2 separate regions of the Rattus norvegicus genome follow, and region 1 is linked to region 2. The links are chromatin contacts, called in public Hi-C maps. All regions are on one chromosome and are shown on one strand. Each heading gives the region's core, a stretch centred on a gene start, on an enhancer-like site or on the middle of the called end of the contact. The rest is flanking DNA. Distances are from core to core; before and after follow the strand shown.

Region 1 (4,695 bases), core at 2,173-4,672, 80 kb after region 2:
GAAATGACTAATAGTTTTTAGCTGACCTCAGAAGGTATCTTAGATCATAACTGTGTCTGTCTGCCCACATTTGCTATCAAGTCATTGTATGATTTCCTCCAGAGCTGTCTGCAAACTGGAGGTAATTCAGTGGCTGGTTAGGAAATACCTAACGAACTTTTTATGAGAGAACTAAAATTTACTAAGCTGTTATGGTGGTGACACCTGTAATCCCAGCACATGGGAAGCTGAGGCAGGAGGACTGCTTGCATAGGCTATCCTGGACCACATAGTGAGTACCAGGCCAGTTAGGGATACAAAGCACGACCATGCTTAAATCTTGTTTTAGCTACTTTTATTCTTATGGATACTGCTCTGTCTCTTTGGAAAGAAATAGCAGCTATGCACTTTTCTGAAACATGGTTATGCACTGTAAATATAGCCTTGTCCCCTGGGTTGCTCTGAGGCCTCATGAGAAAGCTGAAGCCCTAGCCTGCAGCCGATGGTTGCTTTACCCTGCACCACTTCTGCAAACTGCTGTAATTGTATTTTACCTGTTTACCCTCTGAAGGATTCAAATTTGCTTTTGCATTTGTGACTATTGAACTTTAGATGTTAACAACGATGGATTCCTGGATGAACAAGAATTGGAAGCACTGTTCACAAAAGAGGTAAATGTTCGTTACACCCTCAGTCGGTCGGGCCTGCCTCGGTCCCCTCGGTCACCCCCTCTTCTTTAATGTTAGTGTTTCACATTTCCTTTCTTCAGTTGGACAAAGTGTATAACCCGCAGAATGCAGAGGATGATATGATAGAAATGGAAGAGGAGAGGCTCAGGATGAGAGAGCACGTCATGAATGAGGTATGCTTTAAGGGTAGGGCTCGTGCCAGTCCTTTCATTATTCAAGTTCTTGCAATAACTCTTGTCATACGACGGAGGAATAAACACGCAGTTGCTGTTTCTTTAGATTTATTTATGTGTGTGAGTGTTTGCCTGTGTGTACGTATGTGCACTTGTGCCTCTCTGGTACCTGAGAAGGTCAGAAGAAGACTCCTTACCTCCTGGAATTGGAATTAAAGATGGTAGTGAGAGCCCATGCGGGTGCTGGGAACCAAACCTGCGTCTTCTGCAAGAGCAGCAGGGCTGTTAACCACTGAGCCATCTCCCCAGCCCCCACAATAAGTATTTAATTGATTTTGTATTCGTGACCATAATATTATACTAGATTTCTTTAACAAAATAATTTGTAACCACTTTAAATATAAGATGATGCTACTATTGGATATCAGCAATAAACATTTGGGGTAGTGAAGAAACAATTATGTTAATATCTTTTAAATGTACATAAGCTTTTATAGGGTTGAAAAGCCCTTATCAGAAACCCAAAATGCTTCAAAATTCAACACTTTTTGGTCACTGATCAAGGTGCAAGACATGGGAAAGCCTATCCCATGAATTTTCATGTTTCATGCACCAAGTTATTTATTGTATACAAGCCTTCAAGCTGTATGTATAAATTGTATATATAAACCATAAATCAGTTTTATTTAGGGCTCTGTCTTAGTTAGGGTTTCATTGCTGTGAAGAGATAACATAACCAAGGTAACTCTTATAAAGGACAACATTTACTTGGATCTGGCTTACAGTTCAGAGGTTTAGTCCATTGTCATCATGGTGGTGTGCACGCAGACATGGTGCTGGAGAAGCTGAGGCTTCTACATCTGGACTGGCAGGCAACAGGAACTGACAGTGACACATGGGCCAGGCTTGAGCGTCTGAGACTTCAAAGCCTACCCCCTAGTGATGACTTCCTCCTACAAAGCCACACCTAGCCAAAAAGGCTAATAGTTCCACTTCCTATTTAATTGGTCCCATCCCAAGATACCATTATGTATGTGCAAATATCTCAAAAATTTCTTGGGGGGGGGCAGGGTTTGAGACAGGGCTTCTTTGTGTAGCTCTGGTGTCCCAGAACTCTCTTTGTAGACCAGGCTGGTCTCAAACTCACAGAGATCCTCCTGCAAGTACCTCCCATGTGCTGAGATTAAATCCAAAATGAATTAATTAAAAAATCTAAAATATGAAACCACTTCTGGTCCCACACATTTTAGATAATGGATACTCAGCTTATACTAAGAAATCTCCCAAGTTCTTTACTAATTACGACAACAAATTTTACATCTTGCTTGCCGTCCATAAGCCTCAGGGGTATAGGAAGGTAGGACTGCTCAGCTAAGGCTGGGCCTAGAGTGGTTTGGCTCCTTGGAGTCCTATATTCCCAGGCTTCAGAGTGTCCTCTCCCTGGATGACACAGGAGCATAAGCTGCCCAAGGCCCATTCACGGAGGGTATAAGACTGATGCCCAGCCATGCCAGGCCCCAGGTCTGCTCACTTCCCTCTGCCTCAAGTGTCTCCACAGTCAGTGAGGAGACAGTGGCACCTCTCATGGGCTGTCTAAGCACATGCTGAGCTGCAGGGAGCGATGTAGAGCCCTCCACAACACAAACCATCACAGAGACCTGAAGTTTAATTTGTCTTTTTTTAAATTGGATATTTTATTTATTTACATTTCAAATGTTCTCTCCTTTCCTGGTTTCCCTTGGCAACCCCCCAATCTAATACCCCCTCCCCCTGCTTCTGTGAGAGTGCTCCCCCACCCACCCACTCCTACCTCACCGCCCCACCATTCCCCTACACTGGGGCATCGAGCCTTCACAGGACCAAGGGCCTCCCCTCCCGTTGATGCTGATAAGGCCATCCTCTGCTATATATACAGCTGGAGCCATCTGTCTTTTAGAGCAACTGACTTTTTCAAAATTTTACTTTTGAGTTTTTCTTTCTCCCATGACTTGGATTCTAAAAGCAGCACCCTGTTAAGTACTGTTGTTAAGTGACTGGCAGGGGTGAGCAGGGCAGGTGCCTCAGCACAGTGTTTGTCCAAGTGTGCAACCCTGATGTGCACCCCGACTCACCCCTCTGCCCCCATACTGGAACAGAGACGCAGGGCGGAGACTAACACAAAAGCAAGCTCACTGACTCACTAGTTCCAGGCTGTGAACCCAGATCCCTAGGAGGCCCTGCCTGGCTTCCTAATCCCTGGTCCATTAACTTCCCCATTCTTATTCCCATTCTTATTCTTTGTTCTTAAAACCTCAAGATGCCCTTCTTCCTCTTCCCTTCCTTCCAGTGTCCTACAAAGGGGCAACCAAGAGAATCACCCATCTTTCCCACCAAATCCTCCAGGCCCTCTTCCTCTCTGCCCGTTCATTTTGCCTTGTATCTGCTATGTGGGTAATCAGTCATGGTTGGTGCTCCTGTTGAAAGCCCTGAAGAGTGCTGGTGTCTCTCTTCAAAGACCCTTCTGCTGTTGATTCCCCTGAATCTCTTGGGCCTGGTTTCATCTCTGTACTGGATCACTCCTTCCACTAGAGGGCAGACGTGGTCTTTTATTGTCTCCATAACCCGTGCTGATTGTCCCAGTGAAGGCTATCTGGTCTGGGCAGCCCTGTGCTGGCCAATGCAGTGCGGCCTTGTAGCACTTGGCACTCTGGTACAGTTCACACCGTCGTCTTCAAGTCCCTGGAATCCTCTGTATGAATGTGGCAGTGGCTGGGCCTGTGCTTGGCCGTGTTCACCTTCCTGCTCTATTCAGTCCTTGGGTGACCGTGACACCCTCTATCAGCCCACGTGCTCTACAGCCCGGAAGTAGAAGCACAGGAAGTTGTGAGCCACCAAGAGGGTTCTGGGAGTTGAACCCCAGGCTTCTTCAAGTACAGTAAATGCTCTTAAGTGCTGAGCCTTCTCTCTAGCCCCAGGGTAGCTGCTGTTTGGCTTCAGTGATATCCACAGGAATGTTGCTCTTTCAGTGCTGAACTGAGGCCCCTGTAGAGTGGAGGTTTGCCTGGACTGCCAACCAAGACCCTGTCATAGCCTGAGGGTCACATGAATTTGTTTTTGATCGTTAAAGTTCACCATTGTAACTGAGTTTGCCAAGAACTGTACACTGTGCACTGGAGAGGACTTAGAGAGGCCATTGACTTCTGCTTAGATGTCTGTAGTGTGCTTTAGGTATATTCCTTTTTTTAAAAAAAGAGTTGAACAAGGCAAGTGTGGTGGTACATGCTGTCTTAGTCACTTCTCTGTTACTTTGAAGAGACACCATGGCCAAGACAGTGTGTGTGTGTGTGTGTGTGTGTGTGTGTGTGTGTGTGGTCACGGCAGAGAGCATAATGGCACTGTAGCATGGTGTGGGACAAGTAATAGAGTTACATCATGATCTACAGGCAGAAAGAGTGAGACACTGGGCCTGGCTTGGGCTTTTGAAACCTCAAAGCCCACTCCTAGTGACACACTTCCTCCAACAAGGCCACACCTACTCCAAAACAGCCACGGCTCCTAGTCCTTCTCAAATAGTGCCACTGATGCCCTCCCTGATGACAAAGCTTCCAAATATATGAGCTATGGGAACCATTCTCCTTCAGACCACCACACTGCCTCTAATCTCAGCACTTGATAGGCAGAGGCAGAGGACTTCATAGCCAGATCCATATATACCGAGGCCCCACCTCGGAAAGCATAGCCCCATGCCTGAGAAAAGCAGTAGTTGAGCATCTCAATCTTACCTGCTTTATTCTTGGCCTTTACAGCTGTTTCTGAGTGGTGGGTTTTCTTGCCTAAGCACTTGGGTCTAGCTGGATTATGTTTATTGTGGTGAA
Region 2 (4,506 bases), core at 1,173-3,672:
CCTTGGAGTGATGTGATGTGATATTCTAAAGACAGCACCTTGACTTTTTATTGGGTTTGTGTGAGGAAAACATCTGCTGTGTCCGGTCACTGGGATCATAAAGTTTATCATTAGAGCAGCTAGCACACAGTGGGATGCCAACAGAGTCAAGAAAGTATTTGGGATTGGGGGATAAAAATTGGAAGCTAAGTGCTTTTGTAGTCTAGATGACACTCTCAGTTCAATCCCCAACACCTACATAAAAATAAAAACAAATACAAGAAGAGAGTTTTACGTTTCCAGTGCTCAGATGTGGGTCAGCATTTCGCCTCCCCACTGGGGTGCTGAGATGGAAACATGAAACACGGGGCACTAGGCTACGTAAAGTTGTGGCACTCCCAACAGCCACTCTCGGGAGGAAGAACACAGCCTAAGATAGGGGCCCCAACTTATGTTCCTCTGGGTGAGAAACAGGAGAGCTAGGGCCCAGGCTGTGGTTCTCTAACTCCTGGGCATCCAGATACCGCTGGGAACCATAAGGCATCGAGAACAGGGGGTCCTCCGGCCTGAGATGATCCTAGGAGGTACAGCTCTGTAAGGAAGCCCCCCACCCACAGTGATTCTTGATGAAAGAGATAGTCCTTGCTTGTCCAAACTGTTTATTTATGGTGGAAAAATGGATGCATATGACTTAGTCAGGGAACACCAGAGATTAAATACTTTTTGTAGGAAGGAATGTCTGGGAAGGGAAGCTTATTGGCTAAACCCTCAGGCAGGCCCATCTAGATACTTTATTAGCACGGAGAACTCTGGGCTCTAAGCTGTGACCAGCTGTCATGGTCCTCTTATTGAGGTGTTGTGGTCACGTGTTCCAGAACAGGAACTGGCTGGGGAGAAGATGCAAATGCCTACCTTTCTCAATTTTGAGAATTGCCAGGGTTCCTTAAGCTGCTCAACCTTACCATTTTTTTTTTTCTGTCTAGTGAAAGGGTTCTACTTGCCCCACACTCAGATTCTCTTCCTGTGAAATTGACTCCAATCGACCAATCAATCAATCAATCAGTCAATCAGATGTACAGAAAATGCTTTGGCCAGCTTCTGGCACAAAGTGAACTTTCAGTTCATGTTAGCTCTCACTGGGATTACAAATGGTCCCATAAACTTGTTTCTTCTGACTACTCAGGCTCTCGCTTTAAGTGATTTCACAGTTATGCTACTATCTACAGTGTTGTGGCCTACACCCCTATGTTTGTAGGGCTTCAATATATTTCTGGGTCTCTTGGATCATCATATTAATAGCAGTGGTAGTATTTTTTTTTGAGATGAGGTCTTGCTATGTAACTTTGACTGACCTCAAACTCTCTATGTAGACTAGACTGGCCTTGAACTTAGGGCAATCACCCAGTCTCTGCTTCCTGGCTACTGGGATTACCTGTATGTACCACACAGCCAAGCAATGTCATATTGCCATTCAGTTTTTTTCAAACCTATAGTGAGCCACCATACCCAGCCATACTTATAAACGGTTTATACCCAGATCTAAATGGCAGTAGAATGGTCTTTCTTTCTGGTTGCCACACAGCTAGGCTAGTCATTGGTCTGAGGGGCTGTCATCCTACCTTCAGCTCCACGGACTGTCAAGCCCGTGGTTATTTGGAAGCAAGAATCATCTGCATATTCATATTCTCTCTCTCTCTCTCTCTCTCTCTCTCTCTCTCTCTCTCCAGAGAAGTTCAGATTTTTACTGTAGTTTACTCAATATTCCTTAGTGGTTCCTCAAAGGGTAGTAAACCCAGGGATTTTGCTTGATATTCAGAACACTATTCCTCATATGTAGCATGAAATTAGATATGAGAGTTAGCCCTCAGAATCTTGTAGCATTTGTTTCTGGAGCTGAAAGTGTTCTGTTAGCATCGTGTGTATTATAGGAATGTTCTTGAGACTTTGGCCATTGTGTCAGAGTGACTCATAACAGGGACCGTTTCTCTCAGGTCTTGTTACCAGGAAGCTGTATTTCCCTTAAGAATGACTTCATTGTTGTCATGGGTTCACTGACTTCCATTATTGTTGGGATTTTCCATTTTTATCCTCCCCAGAAGATCAGAATGGAATATAGCCTAGGTTTAGCTATTGATAAGGACTGTTTCCGGTATCACACTGGCTAGCGTCAATTTACTCCACCTCTGCTTGTCTTTTCACTTCCACCCCAATTACTTGAACCATTTGATTTATTCCATATAAACTGTTAGAGCCTTCTAAACAGAAGGCACAGAGCTAGCTGTCTCAAACACTGTCACCGAGTATCTCATAAAACTCAGTTTGATGTTGGAATTCATGCTTGTATGGATTCTCACATTCCTTCACCCATGCAGAGGCCTCCCTCCCTGCCTCTTTCTAAGCTGTTTCCCACTCCTTCCGCTCTGTTTTGCCAAATCTTCCAGGAAGCTCCACACTTGCTGCTCTGCTTGGAGTGCTGGCTGCTCTGCTTGGAGTGCTGGAGCGTTCTGTCCTTGGCAGCCCTTAGCTCTCTCCTGACTCCCCACCTTTTTTTGAGACAGGGTCTCACTGGGAAACACTGGTCACCCTGGAGTTTGCTATTTGACTAGCCTGGCCTCAAGCCCACAGAGATCCACCGCTCTCCTGAGAGGCTCACCACTGGGCATTTCTGCATGTTCATATGCTGTACATGCAGACTTTCTTTTTCTTTGGGAATCTGTACTTTGTAAGTTGAACTTGAAGGCTTCCCGAAGTCTTTCCTCCCCCACTCCAAGGGCAAGAAAAGGTGGAGAAGAGGCAGTAGAACAGAGCTAACATTTTTTTTAAAGATTTATGATGATGATGATGATGATGATGATGATGATGGCGACGACGACGACGACGACGACGACGACGACGGTGATGGTGGTGGTGGATGTGAGTACACTGTAGCTGTCTTCAGACACACCAGAAGAGAGAGACACCATCAGATCCCATTACAGATGGCTGTGAGCCACCATGTGGTTCCTGGGAATTGAACTCAGGACCTCTGGAAGAGCAGTCAGTGCTCTTAACCGCCGAGCCGTCTCTCCAGCCCCAGAGCTAGCTTTTATGAGCTGGGCAGTAATCATCAATTAGGCAAAATGCAAACCAGTGATTTCAAATCATGGGAAGTATATTTTCCTCTTCCTGATTTTTGTTATTATTGTTGTGAGATAAGGATTTGTACAACCCACTCTGGCCTCAAATTTTCTGTATAGTAAGACTAGCCTTGAATTCCTGTCCTCTGCCTCCACCTACCACATACTGAAATTACAGGCTCATACCCTCATACCTGGCTTTACAGCATACTTCAAATGCATATCTATGCACTTTGTGTGTGTGTGAGTGTATGTGTGTACCTACGTTGTTTCCCATGTGCCATCTACCTCGCTTCTCTTTATTGTCCTGGAGATCTCATGTTTGGCTAAATTGGCTGGCAAGCCCCAGAGATCTGCTTGTGTCTGCTTTGCCAGCACTGGAATTACAAGCACAAGCCACCACACTGGGCTTTTTTTTTTTTTTTTGTTCGTTTGTTTGTTTTTCTGTTTTGGGTTTCTTTGTGTAGTCTTGGCTATCCTGTAACTTGCTCTGTAGACTAGGCTGGCCTTGAACTCACAGAGAAAATAACTGACTGCTGCAAATTGTCCTGTCCTCTGACTGACACATATACCATGGCACAAGCACTTGCACACATATTGCATACACGCACACACACACACACACACACACACACACTTTACGTTTTTTTAAAGACTAGAATGAATTTCCTTGAGAACACGGTTTATGTGCTAGGCTTACTGGTAAGAAATTGTGATGGAATGTAAACAGGACTTTGTACTTCTCATGTTGCAGACAAGCCAGTGTAGGCTGGACATCTTATAAACGTCATCTCTCAGGCTTGAAAATAACCTTGAGTTCCTCATAGAGTCAGTGGTGACTAGGAAAATGGTGGAGTATTGGTTGAGAGTTTATAGTAAGTCAGGCACCATAGTAAATGACATAGATAACCTCCACGTCTCCTCAAAACACCCTCAAATCGTGGGACGGAGACAGGCAGTAGTGTGCAGATTCTCTAGTCTCCACTGATGGCTGACCCGACTCAAGTAACTGAATGGCAATGAGAAGCTGGCAGCACATTGATGGCCTCGATGCAGATAAAAAACTAGTCAAGAGACAACTCAGCCAGACTCTCAGGACACTACTGGCACCAGGGCTGACTTTATGCTCTGAGTTTCCTTGTCTATAGTTCTGAACTTTGACTTCAAAGCCACACCTCTGCCTCCAAAAACATGAGGTAATTTGATTGTTACGTAGCCAGTCATCACAGAGATTTCAGAGTGTCATAGTCACAACCAAGTCACAGTCTGTCATCTCTGATAAGAGTCTCAGTGCTACCACGGGCTTTGTTTTCTTACCACTGTATTATGGATTGATTTATAAAGTGATTTATATTTTGTACTGTTTTCTATCCAGCAGGGGGAGCCAGGTCAGTTGATTAAAAAGAAAATG

What was found. A called contact is a pair of places that touch in the nucleus more often than the background predicts.
Region 1: a Hi-C map of Schwann cells shows a contact between it and region 2, with 2.6 times the contacts expected there. The contact joins two enhancer-like sites. A contact is called at or near these places in 3 of 12 Hi-C or Micro-C datasets (the Rat2 cell line, Schwann cells and psoas muscle).

Annotation. Positions count from the first base shown.
Region 1 is chr1:180,209,774-180,214,468 of GRCr8, forward strand. It overlaps Nucb2 (nucleobindin 2), which reads left to right. Exons shown (of 14, transcript NM_021663.2): 9 at 592-650; 10 at 749-841. Among named protein-coding and RNA genes, the nearest start is that of Nucb2, 27 kb to the left of the region's middle. Within about 2 kb of position 3,423, at least 13 of the 93 cell types and tissues checked have an H3K27ac peak or open chromatin away from gene starts, as enhancers often do. A contact at or near this core is called in Schwann cells, where this site is marked.
Region 2 is chr1:180,130,904-180,135,409 of GRCr8, forward strand. No RefSeq gene overlaps it. Among named protein-coding and RNA genes, the nearest start is that of Pik3c2a, 15 kb to the left of the region's middle. Within about 2 kb of position 2,423, at least 11 of the 93 cell types and tissues checked have an H3K27ac peak or open chromatin away from gene starts, as enhancers often do. A contact at or near this core is called in Schwann cells, where this site is marked.